Linked DNA regions of Zea mays: all the other regions are linked to region 1. A link is a contact called in public Hi-C data. All regions are on one chromosome and are shown on one strand. Each heading gives the region's core, a stretch centred on a gene start, on an enhancer-like site or on the middle of the called end of the contact. The rest is flanking DNA. Distances are from core to core; before and after follow the strand shown.

Region 1 (4,052 bases), core at 809-3,308:
CATGGCAAGGTGATAATCATCTTCGGGGTCAGTTTCCTCAGCATCTTCTCCTTCTGCTTCAGCGATTGCTTGTTCCGCATCATCACTAGGAATCTTCTCCGAAGTCACTAGCCCGGATCGTTGCATGGCTTCGGAGATAGGAACAGTCTCCGAAGCTTCAGTTTCGTCCCCCTCACGCTCAACCCTAGCGGTAGAACGGATTCTGGCCATTTAACTATGAACTTGTGAAACTTTAATACTTTTTTCCTCCGAAGCAGGTTTCAAGATGGAGCTTCGTTCGATTCCGACAAACAAGCTTCGGCGGCAGTTAAAAATTTTGGCAGCAAAACAGTGCAAATAGCAGTAAATGCTGTGGTAACTTCACACCTACTCGTCTGTTTATATAGTGCCGCAGGTAAGAAGGCGAAGCGCCAGAAGTTTTACACCAGGCGGACACCCGCTCGCACTCGCTGTGCGGTGGACCGCAGAGACCGAACAGTAACTCTGCAAGGTGGGGCCGCTACGCGCAGGGAGATTGAATCGTTTCTCGACAACGAGCTCAGGGAAGGTGTTTTTGAGACCTTCGGCGCTCCGAAGCTTAAGAAACTTTTTTCACGGATCAAGCTCGTTACGAAAAACGATCTAGCACCGCGAAAGGGGCTACTGTTGGGTCTATGCTTCGTCGCCGAAGGTCTTATAGAAAGAAGTGGTCCTCGGATGAAGCTGTTTGTATGAGATAGCCGAAGGTTCCTCTTCGTAAAGCTTCGGCATTACAAACCGACTTAAAGATAGAATGACCTTTTAGTCCATAAAGGTCTGAGTCAATGTTGTAAGTTTTTATAAGGGGTATACTTGTAATTCCTCACAGGCTGCGTCCTGTGCCTATAAATAGTGAACAGTATTCCGTTACTGTTCAGGCATTCGATTAATTACAATCGCATCTCTCGGAATTCAACTCTTTGCCAAGGCAAAGGTATTATTGTATTTAATGGTTCAATATATTAAGAAAATACAATGTTATTCATCTATGATGTATTTATTCCTTTCATACCTTTTGTTTTATGTCATTTTACAATTTTTACTGAAATTTTATTACGAAGATTCGAGCTTCGTAATTATGCTTTTATTAACCTTCGTCCAAGATCCATTATTCTAATGTTTCATAGACGAAGGACATTAACATTTAACACTTTATGTTGCCTTGTTCTTAATTCAAAGCATTTGAGAACAAGTCCCCAATAGGGCTTGTTTGATATAACTATTGTTTATTGGAAAAGCAATTTATTTGAGAAGTTAGCGAAAAGCAGCTTAAGCTGCAGTTCATTCTAAATAGGCAATAAACAAAAGTTATCGAAGAAGCGTCCTATTTAGTAGAGATTTTTTTTGTTTAAATCCGTAAAGAAAGAAGCTAGTAGAAAATAAGCAGTGACAATTATGGTCAGCTTATTGGGTTGTCCTGCTGCAGCTGTTTGGATTGTAGCAGTTGTAATCTACGAAGAGACATAATACAGCAAAAATCGCAGGTACAACTAGATTAAAGTCGCAGCGAGGAAGCACGTGTGCCGCACGTCGTTACAGCGGGGAACAGCCTTTCGCTTCACTCCAAGGTCGTCTTGCGCGAGTTCCCATCCAGTTGCACATGCTGGAATATGAACTCTCTGATGGAAATGAAAATTCTATTAACTAGTACCGCCAAAACCATTAGTACCTACCAAAGTATCAATACAGGACAGCTCCCTCTTCGTAAATTTTGAATCCCAGAAATTTGATAAAATTCCATCTCAAATCATGCACCAGTTCGTCAGTTGAGCATGCGCCAGCCTCATGATGCCACAAGCAGGTGTCGACCCTTTCCTAAATCCCAAAATAAAAAGAATTCGCCTGTAAAATTAACTGTCTATTCCCCAATCTGTGCCGCACGATGTTGTTCTGAATTTCATTTTTAGGGCATGTACAATGGGTGTTTTAAGTTGTGTCTTACAGTGTGTCTAGGGGGGTGAATGTAAAAAAACTCAAGACACGTATCTTGACGAAGACACAGTGTCTTAGCTCTATGTTCGAGACAGAAGACTATCTGATTGGTCACTTTAATTTATTGAATACTCTGATTGGTACAATGAATATCGTAAGACACATGTTTTAGACACGACCACTGTATTATGTTGTGTTTTAGTTGTATCTTGTATTTGGAGTACCGTGCAGTAGTATCTGGGTTGTACATGCCCTGAACTGCTCGAATTTTTTTACTGGTAGTGGTACCCTACCGGTACGAAGCACGAGGAGAGGAAGCCAAAAAAGGGCACCCCATGCTACACCCAGATCTGGTTGGTACGATGCTTCCGTGAATGCGCGCCTACCCCGCGCACCTGCCCACTGACACCCACCTAGGCCAACTGATGCCTCGGCCCCATGCCGTCCTGGTCCACTCCCCGGCGTCACAGCCGCGGCGGCGCCCGCAGCGGTGGCGGCCTCGTGGGTGACTCTTGTTCTTGTCGGGGGTTAAAAAAATGGCTGCCAACGGAGGCGCTGCCCCCACGTCTCGCGCTCTGATTGGCCCGGCGTCGCCTCTACCGGCTCGAGCCTCGGTGCCGCCACGTAGTACTCCTACGCCCCCCCGAGCTCCACTGCCTATCCCACCTTCCCCGGATCCTCTGCGACCTGCGACAGGTACGGCGTGGCAGTGGCCAGTGGGTGTGCGGGCGCGTGCACCGGCGCAGACGATCCGGGCGAGCTCGGCACTTTTTTATACGTACGCAGCGGCGCTGGTAGGGGACACCTGTCCGCCGCCGCACTCTGACCCCCGCCCCCGCCGCAGCGAGACGAGATCGCCCGCACCAAAGCAAGCCGAGGCGGCGAGCGGGACAGGTAGCGGCTGCCTACCACCGCCAGCCTCCGCCCACCCAACAACAGCACCACCACCACCACCACAGTCCGGTCCCGTGCCTTCCAATTCGGTCGTCCCACGCATCGATTGCGCCCGCGCACGCGCCCGTCGCTTTGCCGTCTTCGACCACCCGCAAGCAACCTATATAGCGCGCCGCGAATTCCGCCCGGCTTCCTCGTCGCCCGCCGCAGTGAGTGAGAGGAGGAGGTCGATGGATCTCAAGGACAGCGAGAGGAGGGGGGCGGCGGGGCCGGGGCCGCTGTCGAGGCAGGGGTCGATCTACTCGCTCACGTTCGACGAGTTCCAGAACACGCTCGGCGGGACGGGGGGAGGGCTCGGCAAGGACTTCGGCTCCATGAACATGGACGAGCTGCTGCGGAGCATCTGGACGGCAGAGGAGAGCCAGGCCATGGCGTCGGCCTCGGAGCCCGCGGCGGGGGCGGCCGGCGACGGCGGGGCGGCGCTGCAGAGGCAGGGGTCTCTCACCCTGCCGCGCACGCTCAGCGTCAAGACGGTGGACGAGGTCTGGCGGGACTTCGCGCGGGAGGGGACGGCTGGCGGTCCGGAGCCGCAGCCCAATCGACAGCCGACCCTCGGGGAGATGACGCTGGAGGACTTCCTGGTCAGGGCGGGGGTCGTCCGTGACAACCCTGCCGCCGCTGCTGCTGCTGCTGCTGCTGTCCCCGCGCAGCCGGTTGCGACGCGGCCGCTTCAGGCGGTCAATAATGGCGCCTCCATCTTTTTCGGCAACTTTGGAGGCGCCAATGACGCCGGGGCTGGAGCGATGGGGTTTGCGCCGGTAGGGATCGGGGATCAGGCCATGGGCAACGGCCTGATGCCTGGGGTGGCTGGGATGGCGGCTGGTGCGGTCACTGTTAGTCCGGTGGATATGTCGGTGGCCCAACTAGATTCTATGGGCAAGGGGAATGGGGATCTGTCATCGCCGATGGCTCCAGTGCCCTACCCCTTTGAGGGAGTGATAAGGGGAAGGCGGAGCGGTGCGGGTGTGGAGAAGGTCGTGGAGCGGCGGCAGAGAAGGATGATCAAGAACAGGGAGTCTGCAGCTAGATCCCGTGCCCGTAAGCAGGTCACACACTTGTCCTGAATCCTTGCATGTGTTGTTAAGTAGTAGTTGTTTCCTATTGCAAGTTGCTGCTCTAAGATTCTTTATTACGATTCTGGTAAATCA
Region 2 (4,052 bases), core at 858-3,357, 190 kb before region 1:
GGGACCCCTAGGCGCATGGAGGAGTACACCAAGCAACCTTAGAGCATACTTGATCATCCACACTCAGTCTTTGCGCATTCGTTTGTCATTCTCAGTGATTCAAGCTCCGTTCTAGTGAGAACTTTGAGATAGTCTTTTGAGCTCGTTTCTTGGCCGTGTGTGTGCGCATTTTGCTGTGGATTTGTGTGTGTTGCTTCCCTTCCTTACTCCGTGATTCTTTGTGAAACATCAAAAGTGTAAGGGCGAGAGGCTCCAAGTTGTGGAGATTCCTCGCGAACGGGATAAGAAAAGAAAAGCATAACACTGTGGTATTCAAGTTGATCATTGGATCACTTGAGAGGAGTTGAGTGCAACTCTCGTCCGTTGGGACGCCACAACGTGGAGTAGGCAAGTTTTGTACTTGGCCGAACCACGGGATAAATCACTGTGTCTTCTCTGTGTTGAATTCTTTGTGACTATCGTATTGTGCAAAACCTTCTCTCTAGCCACTTGGCGATTATTGCGCTGACACTTAACAAGTTTTTGTGGCTATAAGTTTAAGTTTCACAGGATCACCTATTCACCCCCCCTCTAGGTGCTCTCAAATGTTTGAACCTCCGTTCCGGGTATTAAATGTAGTCGGATTATAAAACTAATTTGTCAGCCGAAGATTAAAAGACGAGACGAATCTAGTCCAGTTGGTTGGGTCTATATTTTATACTCCTATTTAAAAGTCAAACGCTTGATGTGACCCGGGCTAAACTTTAGCAGGAGCAACCAAACACCCCCTAAAAAAAGGTTCATCCCGCGAGCGCTTATGATGGTTCAGTGATGCACAGAACAATTTCGCTGCTATACAGCAGATTACTGTTTGATTTTCATGGAGACTGTTTGATTTTCGGTGCTATACAGCATGGAGGGAACATTTCTAGGGGTAGAGATGGCAATGGGTACCCGAAACCAGAATACCCGACGGGTTTAACCCGATATGAAGGCGGGTACAGGATGATTTCTCTACCCGCGGGTATGCTAATGGGTAAAAACCTCTACCCGTTGGGTAGACAGGTACGAATACGGGTTGGAACTACCCATACCCGTCTACCCATGGGTAAAATATACCTGCATCAATACAACTATAACCATCTAATAGAACCCATCTTAGTTAAAATAAAACCCTTCTCTAGCTATCATTTATCTAGATACCAAGTTATGTAATTATATGATTTATTATATGTGAAGTTGAAGTTGTTTTTATATGTTTATATAATATTTTGAGTGATTTGTATATTGGAATTTAAGACTTTCCTAGCGGGTACGGGTATGAGTAAGATTTTATACCCGCGAGTATATATGGGTAATGGGTACGAGTATGGAATGGTACTACCCGACGGGCATGTACCCGTTGCCATCCCTACTTAGGGAGAACCTAAACTCGGGAAGAGAAACCTAAGTCAGTTTGACAACTTCATTTTTTCAAGTGTTTTCCATTTTGCATAAAATAATAAAATCAAATTAACTTAATTAATATATATACTTAAATTATTATTAGAATGTAATTCAATTCAATAATCCAAGCGGAACATAAGAAAAAATAAACTATTTTTTTTTGGAAAATAAAAATCTTTTTAAAAAATAGGGTTACCGAACTATCCCTAAATAATTAAATATCTTAGATCTAGTTAGAAACTTAAATCCCTCGAAATTTTCTAGAGATTGAGAAAAAATAAGCTAATTTCTCGCTCAATATTCAAGAATCACGGAGATTAATATTCAAGAATCACGGAGATTTTAAGTTTTTAAATTAGCCCTAGAGTAGAAAAAAACCAGAGATTTTAAGAGGATTTGAGGTTGTAAACTAGTCCAAGATGGATGGAATAATACGGTGCTACGGCCTCAGCGCGGGGAGCAGGGGTGCGGCGCTGCGGTGGCGCGAGACGGGCTCGGCACGGCGGCGGTGTGACGGCCTCACGCGGAGTCGCGGCTGCGACGACGGCGTGCATGGACTCGGGTCAGCACGGGTCCGGTGGAGGGCCGTGCGCCCGTGCCTAGGCCGTGCTGCCCGTTTCCCATGTATCCCTTCCCCATATCCATACCTGTGTTCCATATGCCATATCCAAACGCCTACTCGCTTCTCCCGTCGTCTTCCCCGCTCCTACGACCTGCGTTTGTCGATGCTCTCTCCATGGCACCCTCTCCTCTCCCCCGTTGCACCTCCTGCCATGGAGCTACGGTCACCGCTGAACTCACATAACTGCTCCCTTACCTCCTCCATTAGACCACCGCCACCGCGCTCCTTGGCGCGGGCGCCCCCCACGCTTTCCGCCACCGCAGCAGCCGTCTCGTCGCTGTCCGCCACCTCAGCGGCCATCTCGTCGCCTTCCTGTCCAAAGAAGAAGGTCAGGTCTCCATTCGCCACCCCTGTCGCCGAAAGCACCTCGATGTTAACTTTTCGTCGCGCCTTCTATTGCGAAGGTTCTCGTGCCCATCGCCATGGGTACGGAGGAGATGGAGGCGGTCATCATCGCCGGTGTCCTTCGGCGGGCTTCCGCTGATGTGACGCTTGCCTCTGTGGAGGACGGCCTCGAGGTGGAGGCGTCCTGCGGCTCCCGCATCATCGCGGACACGCACATTGCCTCCTGCGCTGACCAAGTGTTCGATCTTGTGGCTCTCCCAGTAACTCACTTCCTCTTCTTTTACAAGTAGCATAAATGGTTCCTGTGGAGTTTAGTGCATTTAGGATAGGAATTAGCAAGGGAAATGATTCAGAAGCGCGTCAACCGTTCTAATATGTATTTTGACAACAACAAAAATTTGACAATCTTTCGTAAAAAAACTAGCAATTTGACAACACTTCTGCTGATGGTGAGTGACCAATCTCTCACGGTCTCACCTTTTTGTTCTGTGGTGTTACATGGCAGTGCACAAAATACAGTATCTGACCCATGCATTGCTCTGTGCAGGGAGGAATGCCTGGTTCAGTGCGATTGAGAGACAGTGACATCCTTCAGAGGATCACAGTTAGACAGGCTGAGGAGAAAAGATTGTATGGTGCTATATGTGCTGCACCGGCGGTTGTTCTAGTGCCGTGGGGTCTCCACAGGAGAAAAAAGGTGGTCATTTTGCTATATGGATAAATTTACTGTACTAATATTTGGGTTTTGTAGTGACATTTTTTTTACTTCTTTCTTTACAAGATCACCTGTCACCCATCTTTTATAGGAGATCTCCCTGCATTCCGGGCAGTTGAATCAAATGTTCAGGTTTCAGGAGAGCTTACTACAAGTCGTGGGCCAGGGACAACATTTCAGTTCGCTTTATCATTTGTTGAGCAATTGTTTGGGCTTCGTGCAGCTGAAGATATGGACAAGATTTTGGTTTGTCAAAAGAAACTTTAATACTTTTGTATTTCACATAATAGATTTAAGCGAATGAGTCTATAGCCTTATGGTCATAAGAGTCTTAATAGCACCTCAGGTCGTGCGTTCGACTTTCTATAGGATCGAATTTAAGTAGGCTAGGTTAAAAACACCACTCATTGGTCGTGTTCCTAAGTTATATGTGACCACCTGAGTCACTTTCAGTGAGATGCACATGGTCGTGTCCTTGGCCCTTTGTGGCATGTTCAGGGTAGCCAGCCTTCAGGGTGTTTCTCAGATTGCATGTGAGAAGTTTCTTCTTAATGCACTGCCACATGGCTCTCTTTTCCCACAGGTCAAGTCCTTTTTTCTTCATTTTGTAGTCTTTTTGTTGATGAGAGCGCTGAGAATATCTGTGTGCAGATCCTCCAGATGAGAGGCTCGTTTCAGGACCTCCCTAAGGACTTGTTTGGCTTTGTGGGAAATTAACTAGTTTTCCACCTCAATACATGTGGATTGCAGTGCAATCAAACAAGCCTTAAGGATTGGATGCTCCAAGGACAAACCCTGGGGCGCATGGTATGGTGTGTGTGTGGTAGTGGTGGTGGTGGGGGGGGGGGGAGTGTGTTTCCCCATTGGAGTTATTCCTTTTAGCTGATTAGGTTGTTTGACATAGGAATTCAGTCTGAATAGCTGTTGTAGTCAAGGTCATGGGTC
Region 3 (4,052 bases), core at 827-3,326, 130 kb after region 1:
CTTGCTGACGTCTCCTTGCTTCCATAAGGGGCTGAGAGCCGCCGTCGTCATGGAGCACGCGGGGCGCCATCATTATTTGTTTACCGGGGCGAGCCAGATGGGACGCTGGTCTCGTTCCCCGTAGCCTGAGCTAGCTAGGGGTAGGGTAATGATGGCCCCCTGTGACGTGGTCGGTCCGAGCCCTAGGTCGGGCGAGGCGGAGGCTCCTCCGAGGTCGAGGTCGAGTCCGCCTTCCGAGGTCGAGGTTGAGTCCGAGCCCCGGGTCGGGCGAGGCGGAGACCGTCTTCCGAGACCGAGGCTGTGTCCGAGCCCTGGGGTCGGACGAGGCGGAGACCGTCTTCCGAGGCCGAGGCTGTGTCCGAGCCCTGGGGTCGGACGAGGCGGAGTTCGTCGTCCAGCGTCGAGGTTGAGCCTGAGCCCTGGGGTCAGGCGAGGCGAAGTCCATCTTCCGAGGCCGAGGCTGTGTCCGAGCCCTGGGGTCGGACGAGGCGGAGTTCGTCGTCCAGCGTCGAGGTTGAGCCTGAGCCCTGGGGTCAGGCGAGGCGAAGTCCATCTTCCGAGGCCGAGACGGGGGCCGAGCCCTGGGGTCGGGCGAGGCGGAGCTTCCTATGGCGCCCGAGGCTGGACTTAGCTGCTGTCAACCTCACTCTGTCGAGTGGCACAGCAGTCGGAGCGACGCAGGCGGCACTGTTTTCTTGTCAGGTCGGTCAGTGGAGCGGCAAAGTGACTGCGGTCACTTCGGCTCTGTCGACTGAAGAGCGCGCGTCAGGATAAGGTGTCAGGCGATCCTTGCCTTAAATGCTCCTGCTATATGGTCGGTTGGCGTGGTGATCTGGCCAAGGTTGCTTCTCTGCGAAGACTGGGCCTCGGGCGAGCCGAAGGTGTGTCCGTTGCTTGAGGGAGCCCTCGGGCGAGACGTGAATCCTCCGGGGTCGGCTGCCTTTGCCCGAGGCTGGGCTCGGGCGAGGCGAGATCGTGTCCCTTGAGAGGACTGAGCCTTGACCTTAATCGCGCCCATCAGACCTTTGCAGCTTTGTGCTGATGGGGGTTACCAGCTGAGATTAGGAGTCTTGGGGGTACCCCTAATTATGGTCCCCGACAATTCTAGACACAAATACGTAAAAAGCGATGCGCTATCGACCAGTCTCGTTTAGATTATTAAACTAATGTCTCAATTACTTATCGAATACTCCATCCGTTTCAAATAGTATTTGTTTTAGCTTTCTTGATTTTTATATTTATATTCAACTATATGATGATGAATCCACTAAAGAAGCAAAATAAATTCTATTTTGATATAGAGAGAATATTATTTACTATACATATGATGATTGCATCGGTAGAGAGAAGCTTTTTAAAATTGAAATATTTTGTAAACTATTTATGGTCAACGATAACTCAAGAGAGGTTAAATGACTTAGCGATTCTATATATCGAAAAAAGTTGTTGGATAAGATTGATCTCAATAATATAAACGATGACTTTGTATCACAAAATGTTAGAAGATATTTTTAATGATATCAGATAACAACTAAGTGTTTTTGGATATATTTTACATTTGTTATCTTATAAACTTCAAAACAATGCATAATAATTTTTATACGTCAAATATTCGATAATATATGTATAATTATATATATTTGTATAATATATGTATAATTATATATATTTGTGTGTGGATGGGGCCTCTATATCGGATTTCTTACAGGGCCCCCGAAAAGTCAGGAACAACCTTGGATCTGGTAGTTGAGGGACGCCGTTTGTTTGTTTTTAGGGTTCCAAAACACTTGTTTTACATTTTTTCTTTCTTTCTTTTAGAAACACACGTTGGATTACAATTCCCGATGTCGGCCTGGTTTCGTTTCAAGCCCGAACTACTAGAAAACTGCTTTGAGCCCAACTGTCAAAGCCCACCGGCGGGCTCTCCAATCCAACAAAGGCAAAGCGGCAGCGGCCACTCCATTTCCCTGACACGTGGTGCCCATCCCACATGCCTGCTTCTCGCCGGCGCCCGTCTGTCTGTACGAGTACGACTCGTCCCTCGTCCGTGCCAATGGAGAATTGGAGCCGGCCGAACAGAACCAAATCCGTGCCCGTGCGAGGAAGATCTCAGCGGCTGCTGGCGCGGGGGGTCGTTGGCTCGTTCCAAACTCGCCTGACTCCGCCCACCGTCTCTTGGTCGCCCCACACGATCTCTCCACCACTCCCCACCCGGCGCCGGCGAGGCGCGAGGAGGGCCAGCAATGATGGTCTCCTCCCACTCGCAGTCGCAGGCGGGCCGCCGGCGGCGATGGAGGTGCTTGCTGCCGCTCCTCGTAGGCGCCGCCTTCCTCGCCGAGATCGCCTTCCTCGGCCGCCTCGACATGGCGAAGAACGCCGAGGTGGTCGAGAGCTGGACCACCTCCTTTTACCGCCGCTCCTCCCATTGGGGTGAATCCGTGGGCCGGGGCGCGGTCCCGAGGGCAGACGGCGACGGCGACGGCGAGGACGAAGAGATCCGGCGGTGCGAGCAGCGGCTCGAGAGGGAGGACGCCGTGCCCTACGACCGCGACTTTGACAGGGATCCCGTGCTTGTCGGTGGCGCTGCCAAGGTCTAGTGCATGCCTTTTTTCCCTCGTGCTCTTAGTTTGAGTTAGGAAAGTTAGTTTGTTAACGAATTGGTTCCACTGACCTGCTGCTGAGGTGGATCGAAGTTACTTCATAAGTTCTGGCGAAATCTCTGTTGCGTGAAACCTAGACCATCCGCCTGATTAAGTATTCATACTTGGTGAAGCATGACAGCAGCAGCTGGCAGCATTTTATGCTTGTATTTTTAAGCGTAAATCTTCATTCATTACGAATTTATGAAATAAGTCGTCCGAATAACAATATAACGTCATACAAGGACTTCTTCAGATTGTCTGTGGACGACTTGTATATGCATAGTCTGAGAGGGTGCCACTGGTTCCTATATGATTATGGAACCTTAAGTATTTGTGGCTTAGCTGAGCCAAAGAGAGAAATTTGAGCCTGATACAAATAAGATTACCCAAAAATGAAATGCTTCACTTTAGTTTCCCCTCTCTGCCCAGCCTTGACTCGGCCTAGCTGCTCAACCAGTTGGATTTTATGTCGAGGCATGTTTATATGTGCCTAAAGCCCTGAACCTTTGTACTAGATTAGTACTCTGTTCCTTGAATGAAAATAGGAAGTATCTCTGCCAGTGGCGGAGGCATCGCCCGGCCAGCCTGGGCTCGTGCCCGGGCTTCGCCTTCGACGACATGCAAGTGACCAGCTCGTATTCATCAGCCACAGACGTGGTCACACCATGGCCTCCCCATGGCAGCTAGCCAGCTAACCATCATGGCCTCACCCTCAATCCCTCGCGGTCACCAACGCCAAACGCTAGAGGTAGCTGCCTAGCACCAACAGCCAATCATCTCCCCAGGGCCTGGCCGCGCTCGCGCCAGTGCTGCAGTTGGCTGCCCTCTGCTGGCTTGGTCGACTCCTTCCTCCTTCGGCGCGGCTCACAGCAGCCCAGCGGACGGTGGCCACAGCAGGCTAACCCCGGCCACCCTGCGCAGCGTGCCCAGGCCCAGCCCCGGCTGCACGCTCTCAGCAGACCAACACAGCGCCCAGCATCAGCAGTCGGCCGTCTGACGCCCAACCTCAGCAAGCCAGCAGCCGGAGATGGAGCCGCTTTCTCCTGACGGTGCCCAGGCTTGAATCCGTGGCTGGCTCCGCCACTGATCTCTGCATGCTTGTATTGTCTCAAATGGTTAATTCGGATAGTTTGTTCAGATAAATGTAGTAAGTTTGAATAGCATTTGGTTTAGAAACCTATCATTTGGCACTTATTCTTCATCAATTCATCTCTTTTTGGCGGGAGGAAAGTGTATTGCTCTTAGATTAGAACAATTCTTGTGTCATGTTGATGTAGAAAGGAAAGTGGATGCAGTATTAATGTGTGTTACTCAAGGAGTGTGTTCTAAATACAAAGGAGTAAATAATTCTTAAATGCAACTGCTCAATGCCCTCCTTTCAATTCAATCCTCAATTGCAGTTTTGTTGTT

What was found. A called contact is a pair of places that touch in the nucleus more often than the background predicts.
Region 2: a Hi-C map of tassel shows a contact between it and region 1, with 2.4 times the contacts expected there. The contact joins the promoter of LOC100383711 here to the promoter of LOC103643147 in region 1. A contact is called at or near these places in 3 of 25 Hi-C or Micro-C datasets (ear, leaf and tassel).
Region 3: a contact with region 1 is called in a Hi-C map of leaf mesophyll, with 2.6 times the contacts expected there. The contact joins the promoter of LOC100273557 here to the promoter of LOC103643147 in region 1. A contact is called at or near these places in 11 of 25 Hi-C or Micro-C datasets (bundle sheath, ear, endosperm and 4 more) and 1 of 3 datasets of contacts at active chromatin or transcription factors (leaf).

Annotation. Positions count from the first base shown.
Region 1 is chr1:203,832,920-203,836,971 of Zm-B73-REFERENCE-NAM-5.0, forward strand. It overlaps LOC103643147 (bZIP transcription factor TRAB1), which reads left to right and starts at 2,059. Exons shown (of 4, transcript XM_008666300.3): 1 at 2,059-3,950. The coding sequence starts at 2,487.
Region 2 is chr1:203,644,566-203,648,617 of Zm-B73-REFERENCE-NAM-5.0, forward strand. LOC100383711 reads left to right here and starts at 2,108. Exons shown (of 9, transcript NM_001176348.1): 1 at 2,108-2,375; 2 at 2,452-2,652; 3 at 2,940-3,089; 4 at 3,174-3,353. The coding sequence starts at 2,151.
Region 3 is chr1:203,962,781-203,966,832 of Zm-B73-REFERENCE-NAM-5.0, forward strand. It overlaps LOC100273557 (3-alpha-L-fucosyltransferase), which reads left to right and starts at 2,077. Exons shown (of 7, transcript NM_001147975.2): 1 at 2,077-2,591. The coding sequence starts at 2,244.